Linked DNA regions of Mus musculus: region 1 is linked to region 2. Evidence: chromatin contacts called from public ChIA-PET data. All regions are on one chromosome and are shown on one strand. The core of a region is the stretch at or near the end of the contact, and the rest is flanking DNA. Distances in the headings are between cores, read along the strand shown. Region 1 holds the start of Mettl23 (methyltransferase like 23). Region 2 holds the start of Ube2o (ubiquitin-conjugating enzyme E2O).

Evidence for each region. ChIA-PET counts read pairs in DNA pulled down with a chosen protein or histone mark.
Region 1: a contact with region 2 is called in an RNA polymerase II ChIA-PET map of effector CD8 T cells, with 15 read pairs. The contact joins the promoter of Mettl23 here to the promoter of Ube2o in region 2. A contact is called at or near these places in 12 of 39 promoter capture datasets (the 3T3-L1 cell line, 3T3-L1-derived adipocytes, the HPC-7 cell line and 7 more), 2 of 484 Hi-C or Micro-C datasets (embryonic stem cells and stem cell-derived neurons), 15 of 115 datasets of contacts at active chromatin or transcription factors (the 230-238 cell line, bone marrow-derived macrophages, double positive thymocytes and 10 more) and 3 of 9 other capture datasets (adipose tissue, liver and pancreatic islet).

The regions. Positions count from the first base shown.
Region 1 is chr11:116,840,930-116,844,772 of GRCm38.p6, reverse strand. Mettl23 (methyltransferase like 23) reads right to left here and starts at 1,258. Exons shown (of 5, transcript NM_028865.3): 1 at 999-1,258. The coding sequence starts at 1,166. It overlaps Jmjd6 (jumonji domain containing 6), which reads left to right and starts at 1,324. Exons shown (of 6, transcript NM_033398.3): 1 at 1,324-1,708; 2 at 2,053-2,441; 3 at 3,418-3,704. The coding sequence starts at 1,580.
Region 2 is chr11:116,579,113-116,582,971 of GRCm38.p6, reverse strand. Ube2o (ubiquitin-conjugating enzyme E2O) reads left to right here and starts at 1,525. Exons shown (of 18, transcript NM_173755.3): 1 at 1,525-1,960. The coding sequence starts at 1,559.

The DNA.
Region 1 (3,843 bases), core at 9-2,508, 260 kb before region 2:
AGTACACAGCCAAGAATCTCTTCTCTAATGTTAGAGGCTGCTGGGAGGGCGGAGGAATACACCTTTAATCCCAACACTCCAAAGGCAGAGGCACGGTGAACCCTGAGTCCAGACTGGTTCACAGAATGTGTTCCACAATAACCAGGGATACATAGAGAGACCCTGTCTCAAAACAAAATCTCTGCTTCACTTGTGTAGAAGTCTGGGAAAAAAAACAAACAAACGAGGACTGCTACAGGTGGCAGCATTGTATAGCAGAAGGCTATACCTTCTGCTCCCCTTACTATTGCCAGGGACACCTACCTACCTATGGTCCAGCTGCCTACATTACAACACGAAAATCCTTTGTAAAACCCGACTACCTGGGAAGAGTTAGTCAGTTTTAGAGTAGCTATGAGCTCGGAGGGAACAAGCCAGTGCCGATGTATAAAATTTTATTGGGGTGTTGGAGACAGGAATCCCTGGTCCCAAAATTTAAACAGCAAAGATTACGGGGTTTGGGATAAACTCAAAAGCACAACTATCATCTATCGTGTATGGATCTTGGATTCGAGCCCCGGCACTGTTTAAGCCAGCATGGTGGCGCACACTCCTAACCCTAAGAAGCGGGAAACGGGGGTTCAAATTCAAAGCCTGCCTGAGCTCAGAAATAAAACAGAGAGTTAGGGCTACCACTCAGTGGCGGAGCACTTGCCTAACAGGCAGAGGTTCAATCAAGAGTACCCGGAGGTTTGGTGGGGAGGGGGGCAGGCCGTGTTAGATATACTGACAGATGCTTTCAAAAGAGTACAAAGTTAGCATCACAGGACAAGACAGCCACTTTCCTGGTGGAATTCAGTGAACTTCCTGGCACTGTCCCTAAATGTGTCACTGGAGCGCACTTAACCCCTCACCGGGCTTCACACCAGACCTGGTGCTAATGAACGAAGCCGAGAACTGAAGGACAACCCACTCCCGCTCCAAACAGGGGGCTCCCACGTGGGTGCCGCCGCACGCACCTGCGGGACGCGGACCTCCAGCACCGCCCGATTGCCTCCGGGAACTGGCTCCTCCCGGAACCGAAAGAGCTGGGTCCCGGCCATGAGGCCGGGCTCGCACGTAGGGGAGTCCAGGGACGCCGGGTCAGGAGGCGGTGCCCAAGGAGCGCGGGGCCGGACACTGTCCATGGCAAACACAGGAAGCCGGAGGCCGCAGCGGGCCCGGCCGGAAGGAGACCGCAGGGAAGCGACGCGCAGACGGAAGTGTTGCGTAGGCCAAAGCAGGGAGGGGCAGGGCGTCGGCGACGCGACCTTCCCAACATGGCGCCCAATTGGCGTGCATGAAGGCGGGTCTGGCAGGTCGCTGAGGCCAATGGCGGACCGCATGAGGCGGTGGGGCGGGGAGGAAGGCCGCTGTTCGCCCAACCCAAAGCTCCGGTGGCGGCTGAGGAGTGAATCTTCTGGAAGGCGACTTTAAAGGCGCCGGGCCGGAGCGAAGGGCGTCTCGGGGCCGCGCCAGCCAGGGAGGGAGGGCGCGTTTGGTGGCAGGAAACGCGAGCCGCGTCGGGGTCGGGGCGGAACCGGACGGCGAGCGGCTCACGATGAACCACAAGAGCAAGAAGCGCATCCGCGAGGCCAAGCGAAGTGCGCGGCCGGAGCTCAAGGACTCGCTCGACTGGACCCGGCACAACTACTACGAGAGCTACCCGCTGAACCCCGCGGCCGTGCCGGTGAGCGGGGCGCGGGACCCCACACGACGGCTGCCCGCCTTCCGAGGGCCGCTGGTCCCCCGATGGGGCCCCGCAGCCCGGCTGTCAAAACTCGCTCGGTCGTGGGAGCTTCGGGCCCCTCCCTCCCGTGAAGGGGTGGCTCCGGGTGCGACGTGCTCGCCCGCACGCACGTGGGCCTCCTTCCGTCCCTCCGGCCCCCTGGAGGAGCAGAGGCTCGCTCGTTCCTTGCTCGTGTGTGCCATTGCTCACGGGTGTCTTTGCTAATTGGCCCTGTGGGACACCTTTATCCGCCACTGGACTTGTTCCAGTGTCCTAACGGGACAGGTCTTTTGTTGTTCCCGCAGGATAACGTGGAGAGAGCTGATGCCTTACAGCTGTCGGTGAAAGAGTTCGTGGAGCGCTACGAGAGGCCTTACAAGCCCGTGGTTCTGCTCAATGCACAAGAGGGCTGGTCCGCACAGGAGAAATGGACTCTGGAGCGCCTCAAAAGGAAATACCGGAACCAGAAGTTCAAGTGCGGCGAGGATAATGACGGCTACTCGGTTAAGATGAAGATGAAGTACTACATCGAGTACATGGAGAGCACCCGCGATGACAGTCCCCTTTACATCTTCGATAGCAGCTATGGCGAACACCCCAAAAGAAGGAAACTTTTGGAAGACTACAAGGTGCCCAAGTTTTTCACAGATGATCTTTTCCAATACGCGGGGGAGAAACGCAGACCCCCTTACAGGTAAATTATTTCACGTTAAGTTTTCAAAAACCATGGACAGTGACAGGCAGTGGTATTTTTGTAAGGCCAGCCTGGGCTACAGAATGAGTTCCAGGACAGCAAGGGCTACACAAAGAAACCCTGTCTCTGGATAAACACACACAAATCCGCAAGCCTGTTAGCAGAACTCTGTCTAACCTTGTAAAAGCAATGAAAGTCTTCCCTACACATTGACCTGTTTATAGTCCTACTTCGGAAGAAGGATTCCATGGGGGTGGGGGGGTGGGGAGGCATCTGGATTCCTCCAGGGCATTTTTTTTTTTTTAAATAAAACTTCATGCATGTATATGTTTTACCAGTCTCTGCCTGTTGGTTGAGGTCAGAACCTCAGGAGCTGCAATTATGGATAGTTGTGAGCCATTGGGATCATGTGAGGTGCTAAGAATTGAACCTTGGTGCTTTGAGGAATTGAGTGCTTCTAACCTGAGCCGTCTCTGCCCAGCCCCAGGTCATTTTAGTGCAACCATTGCTTTATCAAGGAAGTTTTATTTCTATTTTTACAAGTGTGGTTTCTTATACTGACTCTTTGTAACTCACTGTGTTACCAGGTTGACCTTAAACTCACAGAGATCTGCCTTCTAAGTGCTAGACATTAAAGATGTTCAATATTGCACCAGGCTTGGTTTGGGTGTTTTGAGATAGGGGTCTCTGTGTAGCACTGGTAGGCTTTGAAATTAAGATCCATCTGTGTCTGTCTCCAGGATGTTGGTATTAAGAGCTTGGGCTACCACACCTAGTGGATCAATAAAAGTCCAGCAGTAATTTGCATCAGTCCATTATTTTTTCTGTTAGACGTCAGTTCATATATAGTTCACTTAATATTGTATATCAGAATGTAGAGTCTCTGAAGACAGCATGCATGATTGTGTATTATAGAGACTTCTATGTCACACGCATTTCAGATTACCTCTCATGGCTTCATGCTTGCATCCTGTAGGTGGTTTGTGATGGGGCCACCGCGTTCTGGAACTGGGATTCACATCGACCCTCTGGGGACCAGTGCCTGGAATGCCTTAGTTCAGGGTCACAAGCGGTGGTGCCTCTTCCCAACAAACACACCCAGAGAACTCATCAAGGTGACCCGAGAAGAAGGAGGGAACCAACAGGATGAAGCAATTACCTGGTTTAATGTCATCTATCCCCGGACACAGCTTCCAACCTGGCCACCTGAATTCAAACCCCTGGAGATATTACAGAAACCAGGAGAAACTGTCTTTGTACCAGGTATAGATGAGCTAGAAGAAACTATACCTGTTCGTCCCAGCTCCGACTGGTCCGGACTTGTCCTGTATTGCCATTTTGGAGTAGAATCATAGAATGAGACAGAAGGGCCCTTTTTATCTGTTGGGTGTGTGCACTCCCT
Region 2 (3,859 bases), core at 276-2,775:
ATGAAGATGCAGTCACTCTGCAGGGCTACAACTTGATTAGGATGCCAAGGGTGCTTGCTAAACTTGACTGACTAGGAGTGAGGGCACATACCTGTAGTACTCACTAGGGAGGCAGACACTGGCAGATCTCTGTGTTTGAAACCAGCCTGGTTTACAGTGTGAGTTTACATAGATAGGTGGATTTCTGAGAGTCCAGGCCAGTCAGGGCTGCATAGTAAGACTCTGCCTCTTTTTTCTTTTCTTTTCTTTTCTTTTCTTTTCTTTTCTTTTCTTTTCTTTTCTTTTCTTTTCTTCTTTTCTTTTCTTTCTTTCTTTCTTTCTTTCTTTCTTTCTTTCTTTCTTTCTTTCTTTCTTTCTCTCTTTCTCCCCCCCCCACCTTTTTTTGATTTTTCAAGACAGGGGTTTTCTAATATATATATATATATATATATATAAAATTTTAAATTTCAATTAATTTTATTTATTTATTTTGGTTTTATTTTGTAGCCCTGGCTGTCCTGAAACTCACTTTGTTTGGTTTTTTTAAAGGCATTTTTTATTAGATATTTTCTTCATTTACATTTCAAATGCTATCCCCAAAGCCCCCTATACCCTCCCCTGTCACTTTGGGTTTTGTTTTTGTTTTTGTTTTTTGTTTTTGTTTTTGAGACAGGGTTTTTCTGTTTAGTCCTGGCTGTCCTGGAACTCACTCTGTAGACCAGGCTGGCCTCGAACTCAGAAACCCGCCTGCCTCCCAAGTGCTGAGATTAAAGGTGTGTGCCACTGCCTTGCAAGACTCACTTTGTAAGTCATGGCTGGCCTCGAATTCACAGATATCCTCCTGCCTCTGCCTTCCAAGTGCTGGGATTAAAAGCATGTGTCATAACTAAACCGCATTTAAAAAATTTTTGTTTGGCTTTTTTATTCTTTTGTTTGTTTTTACTTTTCGAGACAGGGTTTCTCTGTGTAGCCCTGGCTGTCCTGGACTCACTCTGTAGACCAGGCTGGCCTAGAACTCAGAAGTCCATCTGCCTCTGCTTCCCCAGTGCTGGGATTAAAGGCGTGCGCCACCACTGCTTGGCTTGTTTGGCTTTTTCGAGGCAGGGTTTCTCTGTGTAACCTGGACTTGCTTTGAGACCAGGCTGGCCTAAAACAGAGATGGGCTTGCCTCTGCCTCCTGAGAGCTGGGGGTTAAAGGCGTGGCCACCACGTCAGACCCGGGCATAATTTTTTTTTAAGAAATTACAGTCAGTTTTGCGTGCAGTCCCCGCCCCTCAACTCCGGTAGACCAGTACCCTTCCTCAGGCCCCTAATCCATCTTCGTTCCTGCAGCCCTGCCACGCCCCGCGGCAGTCCTTCCACCCCCGCCCCAAGCATCTTCAGCGTCCCCTAGCGACCGGGCGGCGGCTCCTAGCAACAGCATCCCGGCGCCCTAACGACGGCGGCACGCAGGCCTACGTCAGCGCGCTCGGCCCCGCCCCCGCGCCGCCGGCCCCGCCTCCCCGCGCCTTAGGCTGCCGCCGCCGCTACCGCCGCCGCTGTCGCTGCTGCCGCCGCCCGAGACTCGCGCAGAGCAGTTATGGCGGATCCCGCAGCGCCCGCACCCGCCCAGGCCCAGGCCGCCGCCGCCCCGACCCCGGCCGCAGCCCCCGCCGCCGCCGCCCCGCCGCCCGCGCCCGCTACGGACTCGGCCTCAGGGCCGTCCTCCGACTCCGGCCCCGAAGCAGGCTCACAGCGCCTGCTGTTCTCCCACGACCTGGTGTCCGGCCGTTACCGCGGCTCGGTGCACTTCGGGCTGGTACGCCTCATCCACGGCGAGGACTCGGACTCGGAGGGCGACGATGACGGCCGCGGCAGCTCGGGCTGCTCCGAGGCCGGGGGCGCGGGCCACGAGGAGGGCCGGGCCAGCCCTCTGCGGCGCGGCTACGTGCGCGTCCAGTGGTACCCGGAGGGCGTCAAGCAGCATGTGAAGGAGACCAAGGTGAGGCGGGCCGGGGCGGTCGGCAGGGCTCGGGGAGGGGAACGCCGCCTCGTCGCCCGGTGCACCGTCATCACACCGGCCTGGGCGCGCACGCCGGCAGGGCTGCTCCGGGCGAGGGGAGGGGCCTTGCGAGCGATGCTCGGCTGTGGTGTTGGCCTCGGGGTGATGGACGCGCACGGATGCCCGTGGGGACCTCCTCGGGCGCTGAGGCGCGTTCGGCGTTACACTAGTGCGGCGTTTTTTGCTTACAACCCCCACCGCTAAAGGAGGTCCGTGCTGCATTGTGCTTTCCGAAGGGAAGGCCGTGCCGGGGAGGGCTTGGCTGTGGGTATTCCAAAACAAAGATAGAGGTGAAAACCCAAGAAGTTGAGCAGATGCTGACGGAATGCATGGTGGGGCAGCGGCCCCACGTCTTTTTTGTTGTAACCCCTCTGCATCCTTTGAATTGCCTCGGAGAACTTTATGAGGGAAATGATGAACCAGTCCAGGGCCATGATATTAATAGTACTGAGGGAGATGGTGGCAGCTGCGACTGGGTGTCTAGGACTTCTTGGGGTGGGGTGGCCTATGAAATCGTGGACAGAAGAGAGAGGGACCAATGGGAAAAGCTGCATCTTGTTTTTTCGTTCTTTTGGTTTTAACCTGGGGCTCTTAAGCAAATACCACATTCTCCCACTGTTCGGGAAAGAGGCTTGTGAATGGAGCAGTTCTACAAGAGCGGACTGACATCATAAACCTAAGCCAAGATTGGTTTGCAGGCTTGTTTTCCTGAGTGTGTGGTTTTGTATCTGTCTCTCACATATCTTTACCTCACAGCTCCTCCTGTCCTGCCCCTCCCCATCAGGAAACATTTCTAAGCATGAATCAGGTCCCTGGAAGTGAGAGATCTGCTTTGGGGGAAGGCTGTTAAGTCACTGTTTTTTGCAGTGCTGAGGGTTGAACCCAGGAACTTGATGCTAAACCTCCAGCACTTTGACGTAGAGCTACGTCCTAAACCATTCTACTTTATTTTGAGAGTAAACCTTGCCAACTTGTTCAGATTGGTTTGGAAATTAAGATATTCTCACCTCAAGCCTAGACAGTATAGAGGAGCCAAGCCACCAAAACAATCGCAGGGGGCTCTTCAGAAATTAATATAAGGCTGTATGGTGACTCATGTCTTTGTTTTTTCCAGACAGGGTTTCTCTGCGTAGCCCTGGCTGTCCTGGAACTCACTCTGTAGACCAGGCTGGCCTTGAACTCAGAAATCCGCCTGCCTCTGCCTCCCAAGTGCTGGGATTAAAGGCATGCAGCACCACTGCCTGGCGACTCATGCCTTTAATCCCAGCACTAGGGAGGCTGATGAGGCAGGAGGATCTCTTGGGTTTAAGGCCATCCTGGTCTACAGAGTGGACAGCCAGAGTTACATAATAAGACCTTGTCTCAAAGCAAACAAACAAACAAACAAAAAAGGTTTCTCACACTGGGTAAAAAAGACAGCAGAGGCACATGGCTTCATGCCATACTAAGAAGGGAGACACTGCAGCCAGAGGATGGCAGGAGACCAGCTGGGAAAAAGCCTGACTCTGAGGAGAGGCTGTGATCTAGTTCTTGTGCAGGGGTGATCTGTCTTTCAGTAACCAGTGTGTACCCACATCCACATGAAGCACACACGCAGACACACGGTCTCAGCTTTTCCTCAGGAACACGTAAGTAAGTCAGGCAACAGCTTCTGATTCTTAGGAAAACTGAGTTCACTGGCAAAAGTGTTTGGAAAGTGCTCCATTTTGCAGCAGAATGCTTATTAAAAACCATCACAGTTGTTGTATCTGGGAAGAAGGGTTATTGCGCTCATTCTGTGTCTGCATTGTGGGGCCAGAGGTTTTCTGTAAGGTTCAGAAAATATGTTCTGTCAGCCAG